Regions from separate parts of the Mus musculus genome. Here region 2 is linked to region 1. A link is a contact called in public promoter capture Hi-C data. All regions are on one chromosome and are shown on one strand. The core of a region is the stretch at or near the end of the contact, and the rest is flanking DNA. Distances in the headings are between cores, read along the strand shown.

Region 1 (3,374 bases), core at 732-3,231:
GATACCTTGCAGCTGGAGTTGCAGGTACTTGAGCTGCTTCACACGGTTGCTGTGAACAGAGCTCAGGTCCTCTGAAAGCACAGGGCAGGCTCTTAAGTGCAGGGCCACCTCTGCAGCCCCATAAACACACTTTTGATATTTCCTTCAGGCAGGCAGGCGTCATCGGGTGGGCACAAGACTTTTGTATTAATCTGTGACATGAAATTGCAGACAATAGCAACAGAGTTACTTCCTTTCTGTCGCTTATTTATATCACAGATTTCGCCTTACAAGTTTGGTTTTTCTATTTGTCTAAGTAACCTCCTACCCCCAGATATGCGTTAAAAATTCTGATGTAGGCAAAGACATCTGGGATCTTGACATTTCAAAAGGTGTTCCATATAAAAGAAAAATTTCATGATTAAACATGAATAGCAGAAACATATTTTCTTTTAAGGGCAGCTTCTGAGCCCTTGGTAAAAGATTCGGGGAATGAACATTTATAATTTAAAGACTGACGTAGGTTTCTCACTGGACAAACAAAATCATATTTCGCAAATGTGACGTTTTTCAAACCAGAAGATGAAATTCTGCTTTCATTGCTCTTCACCATTAAATGTGGTAAAATTTGGAGCACTGGTTGAATGCAGGTAGGCCCATATGGAGCATACCAAGAGAAGTGATAATGGCTGGTCTATACTAAGCGCCATGGTTGAGAGCTAGGGTTTGAGAAGTTAGCTTCTGAGGCAGAACACAGGGTTGCAGATCTCCATCAAGGGTGTCAGCACTGAGGGCAGAAACCTAGCAGTGGTAACAATTCTCTGACTTTCCCTCCCTCCCTCCCTCCCTCCCTCCCTCCCTCCCTCCCTCCCTCTCTTCCATAACAATGTCTCTAAAGCTGCACAGTGAAGGAATAATAGCTTTGGATTGGTCAAGAAATGTTGCTCAGTAACTGAGGCCTTATACATCCGGGCAGAGGAGAGGGTGGGGCATGTGATTGCCAAAATCCCAGGCTTGTTCATTCAGAGACAGGGCTGCCAAGGAGTCTCTGAGATGGATGCTACAGTGATCCAGGTGGGCAGGAACACTTGAGTGGCAGGCTCAAGAGCTGAGGAGCCAGGCGAGCTGCTATGGAAACCATCTTTAAATTATGCACCTGCCATTTATCAATTGTTTGGCTGGAGACAAATTTGCCCAAATTTCTCAGAGACGATTGATATTTAAGGGAGAGTGATTGTTTTTCAGAGCTTGGAGGGAAAAGCCGAGAGTGAGGTTTGATGAATTGTAGGCTGAAACATCGACCACTTTCTTTAAGTGACAGATTCTCTGGTCACTTTGTCACGCATGCCAGGCTGGGCAGATAAAGTTATTTCAACACAACAGTTTCTGATGGATTTTTTTTTCTCAGCACACTTCCTATTCCACTGGGTCAAACACATTACATGCATTGTGATATTTTTTTTTTTCAGAAGCTTGCTAATGGGCTAATTTAAGACAGAAACCTTTTTCAAGATAAAGAAAATCATCTGTGTAAGTTTGGGCATTAATTTTAAAGATTTATTTTATTTTTAATTGTGTATTTATTTTTGGTCAGCGAGTGGGTATATGTATGTGAGTGTAGGTGCTGGAGGTAGCCACAGGGATTGGATTCCCCTGGAGTTGTAGTTACACGGTATTGTGATTTTCATAGGTGTATTTTAAGGAAAGACTCAAGAAGGAAGGGTACTGGTAGCTACCCTTCAATTACCTCTTCCTTTCCAAATCTATCCAGACTTGAATGCTGTTTGCATTGCTCTCTTATCCACAAGACAGTGGCGGCAGCCGATGTTACTGAGGCTTCCTGTTTGGTTTATCTGACTTCATACGATAAATGAATAAAAGAAATTTTACGTTTCTGTCTTGGTCTTTTTCACCCTCCAACTACAATGTCATTAACACCCATAATCTGGGTGGCTTTTGAAATCAGAGGGAGGAAAAATGTTTTCTTTATTTTGTGTTTGCTTAAGAGCATGGACTCAGAACAACCGCTGAGCTGGAAGAGCTCCGAATTCCTGTATTTGCTGACCTGAACTGGTATTACTTTGGGATTTGAAAGTCTGCCAAAGTATAACTTCAGGCAAAGTAGGCACTTAGGTGTATTTATGATTCTCTTTAAATATCTCCACACATCTATTACATGTATATAATAGTCACATCCGGGCACAGCATTGCTTGTAAGGGCTGGGTTTCTGCCAATGGCTACATGGGATGTGCCATGGCCTGCACTGTGACCACATATGCTACAGTGGGAATGGCTTCCGTGGTGCTACACTGGCGGCTCGGTGGCACTAGGGGCATCCGAGTGGCAGAGCGTCCCCTGCAGAGTAGTAACCCTGCTGGCTCCGCCTTTCCCATCTCAGTCCAGAAGTTGGGAGAAATATTGAAAGAGACCAAATCTTATGAAAATTTTCATCTCTCAAAGGCACACATTATGGGCTTGTTTAAGCACGCTCCTGCACGCATGCACATACGTGCATATACATACATCCATGCACACATGCATAACAACTTTTGCGTGTGCCTGAGATGCAAGGTCTGCTTGTTGTCACTCTGCTGAACTTAAACTGAATAAATATTTTAAGATGCCATACACAGCTCATGGTTCATGAAAACAATTCTATCTTTGTGGCGGGGGTGGGGGTGGGGATTTGGTCTGCGACAGTAGAATAGGCTGGCTCCCTGGTCTGTAAGTGACTCTTCAGCTAGACCTAGGGCTGTTGTTACAAGTTAAATATGGCAGAACAGTTGTAAAACTCTTAAATTCATGGGCTTGAGAATCCACCAGTTGTTTTCCTGTCAAGCTCCATTTAGCCTTTCTCTTGTCAAACTCAAGTGATGTCCCTCGACCAGCTGTCTATCTGTCAGGACATCAGGGTAAGTGTAAGCATACACCTAACCTTGATTTACAAAATGTTCCTTCTGTGAAATCAGCTGGGGTTCTTGTCTTTTTATACAAGTGGTGCACGAAGGCCTTTACATTGTTAAGTGCCAGCATTAATCTGGAACAGACAGGGCTAAACACCCCTTTCCGCTTCCCAGCCGGTCCCCACTTACACCCTGCTCCTTGGAGGCTTGCCACCCAAGCCCGAGGACCAGAGTTTTAGCCTCAGAACAAGCACATTAGAAGCTAGATGCGGTGACAGGTACTTCCAGTGTTGGAGGTGGCTATGCAGGACACCAAGGCTTCTGGTCCCCCAGCCTAGCCTAATTGGGGAGATCTAGGCTCCCGCAGTCTGCTTGTATTTTCTGTGATGGGTGACTTTCATGTGTGCTGGCTTCTGGTTATGGAGAAATGGCTGCTGCTGCTGGTGGTGCAGTGCAATTTTGGTTTAGAGGAGGTTAGGATTATATATTGT
Region 2 (3,159 bases), core at 510-3,009, 230 kb after region 1:
GTCAAGTGAGAATCTAGCACTTGTGGGTTGTGGTGTTCTCAGCAGTGGCAACAGCACCCTCTGATGCAAGCAGACCAGTGGTTTCTGTTTTATTTGCATACAGAACTGATGGGGAAGACAGAAGTTCTGTAATTGAGACTCTGAAATGTTGGTCACACGGGTCACATTGCTCTACTAACACTCTGAACTGGTCTTATGTCTCAAAAGGCAAGTAATATACAGACATTTAGGAAAGGAAGGCAGTATTGCAATTGAGCTCTTCCGAGTGTGACCGCTGCTACTGACCATTCTGCCTTAGAGGTAATGAGTCATTGGACTGGAGAAGTTGTGGGGAGGGGGGCTCGGGAGTCAAGATCACATGCTGCTCTTCCAGGGAATCCAGCTCTGGTCCCTAACTTCTACTTTACACAGCTCACAACCACTTTAACTCCAGATCCAGGGGGTCTGATGCCATTTTCTAGCCTTTGTGGATACCTGCTTACATGTGGTGTGCATATACAAACACACATATACACACATGCACAAAAACATATATTAATTAACCTTTTTTGAAAAAGAATAAATGTTGAATAATAATTCTCTAAAGATCAGGGCTCAAAAAGTATTTTTCGAATTAACTAGACTTCCATAAGTAAAAGGTCCGTGTGCATGTTTGTAGATTCATCATTTTTATTCAGTCAGTAATTCCTTATTCCCAAATACGAGCATTTAATCAGTTTAGTATTTGCTGAACAGACAGTAACTGAGCACTAAACAAGGTAACAATGTGCTGTCTTGGAGAAGAGGATGTTAAAAATCAGGGAAAGGCAGGGATCAGGAGACAGGTGGTCTGCCTTCAGAAAGCTGATATTATGAAAGCCAACCTAACATCCACGTGATTACAAAATAGCACCGCATTCTTTGGGTCTCATGGACAATGCAGATTCCAAACACTGCCTGCTGTGCCCTGAACGTACAAGTCGGATATAAATAGGCAGACATGCACAGAAGAGTGTCCCCAAAAGGCTTTGGTTGTTAGGGGGCAAGGAGATGCCCATGTGTAAAGGTGTTCGCCATCCTTTTTTCAAAGCTCAGCCACATTAGGCATGCTGATCTGAACAAGGGACATAGTTTGTTAGGGGAGGCAGTGCATAGAGTAGAATGTGAATTATTCCTCAACCTGAGTCTCTCTTCTCACCTTCTTGTGTGTCACAGAGTCCTAAGAAGGAAGGGTTGAAGAAAGGAATATTCCCCAAAACTGTTTTTGCTTTAGCAGCACTGGGGCTGGAAGCCAAGGCTCCAGAAGAGCTATACCACTAATCTATTCCACATTTTCTTTGGTTTTATTTTGCTTTGTTTTTAGGTAAACAGTAAGTTGGGGCTGAAGTTGCTGGTCTTGAAAGGATGTGCTAGGGGTAAGGCACAAAAAAACAGGTCCCGGAGCCCTGACTATGGGGTGAATGAGGTTAGACTTTCTATATTTCCTAACACAGAAATTCTTGAATATTGAGTTGAGAGAGAGAGAGAGAAAGAGTGTGTGTGTGTGTGTGTGTGTGTGTGTGTGTGTGTGTGTGTTTGCTGAGCTAATCTCCTAATTAAGGGGAATACACTGAAAAGGGATAATGATACTTTTTCTAATTATAGAAATGGATCTAACGCATCAGAGATATTAAGGTCATTGGTTTATTTTCAACTTCCTTTGAGTTCTACTGTGTTCTGTGCCTAGCACCTCCCCCAGATTATTATTTTAACAGTATTACTGGGGATGTTAGGCTCGAGATTAACTTGAGGTTAACAAACTTTTGTTTTGCCAACATTCGCTATGTCCAAACACAAGCAATTGACATATGCAGCTTGCCCTCTGACCAAAATTGACGTTCTTCCTCGTGTCTCTCAGCAAATCTTCCTCATGTTTCCTGTGATACATAAGGTCAAAGAGTCGATGGTTTCTTTCTTTTAAGAGCATGCCCGACATGAGTTTTTGACATTTCTCTGCAGCTCAGACATCTTCCAAGTTAGAGTTTAATAATATCTTGACCCATAACCTTTTGCTTCAAAATTGGTTTTGGCAAGAAATCAAAAGTAGAAGAGTGTCTATATTAAATATTGATTTTTAAAGACGTTTTTCTTGCCCTTTCTATTTCTTTCTTTTTCTCAGAAGATTAAAGACAATAACGAAGGTTAAATAGCCTTTTAAAACTTCACCCATTTTTCCTTTTTCCCCTGTTACTTTATTTATTTATTTATTTATTTATTTATCTCTCTACCTTATAATAATGTCATTTGGGTAAAGTTTAATCTCGCAACTACAAATAAGTACTAAAAACATTTTTACTAAAAATGAATTAACTTAATAATTTGACTTTGAGATACTCTTATCAAGAAAGAATTTAATCCAAAACCAAACACAATTTGAAGAAATAAGCTTGAAAAAGAACCTTACTTGTCTCTTATTATTATTTATCATCATCATCTTTGTTTGGTTTTAAAAAGAAAAGTCTTAATATGCATCACGAATTGGCCTCACGATTGCAATCCTCCTGCATCTCAACCTCCAGGGTACTGAGATTACAGGTGTGCATCACTGTGCCCAACTTATTATTTCAAATTATCTAGATTCACTTCCATTGCCCACTGTACTGGTTTTATTTCCTTTCCTGTGATAGAAAACATCCTGGCGCAAAGGCAACTTAGAGAAGAAAGGCTTCATTTGGTTTCTGATCCCAGGTCACAGTCTGTTATTATGTGGAAGTCAAGGCAGGAACTTGATGTTTCATATGCACAGCCAGAGCACAGAGAGGACAAATGCTTGGGATTTTGCATGCTTCATTCGTAGCTGTCTTCTTGCTTACACAGTTCAGAGGGCAGGCATAGGGGATGGTGCCACCCACCTACACACTGAATCTGCCCAACTCAATCTCAGTCAAGAAAATCTCTCTCACCCATGCCCACAGGCAACCCAATTAGACAATTCCTCTCTAAGAGTCTATTTCCTGGTGTCTTAGTCAGGGTTTCTATTCCTGCACAAACATCATGACCAAGAAGCAAGTTGAGGAGGAAAGGGTTTATTTGGCTTACACATCCATACTGCTGTTCGTCACCAAAGGAAGTCAGGACTGGAACTCAAGCAAGCCAGGAAGCAGGAGCTGATTCAGAGGCCATGGAGGGATGTTCTTTACT

The links. Promoter capture Hi-C pulls out the DNA fragments that hold promoters and counts their contacts.
Region 2: a promoter capture Hi-C map of liver shows a contact between it and region 1, with 2.8 times the contacts expected there. The contact joins two enhancer-like sites. A contact is called at or near these places in 4 of 39 promoter capture datasets (cranial neural crest, embryonic stem cells, liver and 1 more), 1 of 484 Hi-C or Micro-C datasets (embryonic stem cells) and 1 of 9 other capture datasets (liver).

Annotation. Positions count from the first base shown.
Region 1 is chr10:68,502,715-68,506,088 of GRCm38.p6, forward strand. The region is part of intron 5 of Cabcoco1 (ciliary associated calcium binding coiled-coil 1); the gene reads right to left. Among named protein-coding and RNA genes, the nearest start is that of Gm32872, 25 kb to the right of the region's middle. Within about 2 kb of position 1,982, at least 4 of the 459 cell types and tissues checked have an H3K27ac peak or open chromatin away from gene starts, as enhancers often do. A contact at or near this core is called in liver, where this site is marked.
Region 2 is chr10:68,735,757-68,738,915 of GRCm38.p6, forward strand. All of the region lies in intron 1 of Tmem26 (transmembrane protein 26), which reads left to right. Among named protein-coding and RNA genes, the nearest start is that of Tmem26, 14 kb to the left of the region's middle. Within about 2 kb of position 1,760, at least 5 of the 459 cell types and tissues checked have an H3K27ac peak or open chromatin away from gene starts, as enhancers often do. A contact at or near this core is called in liver, where this site is marked.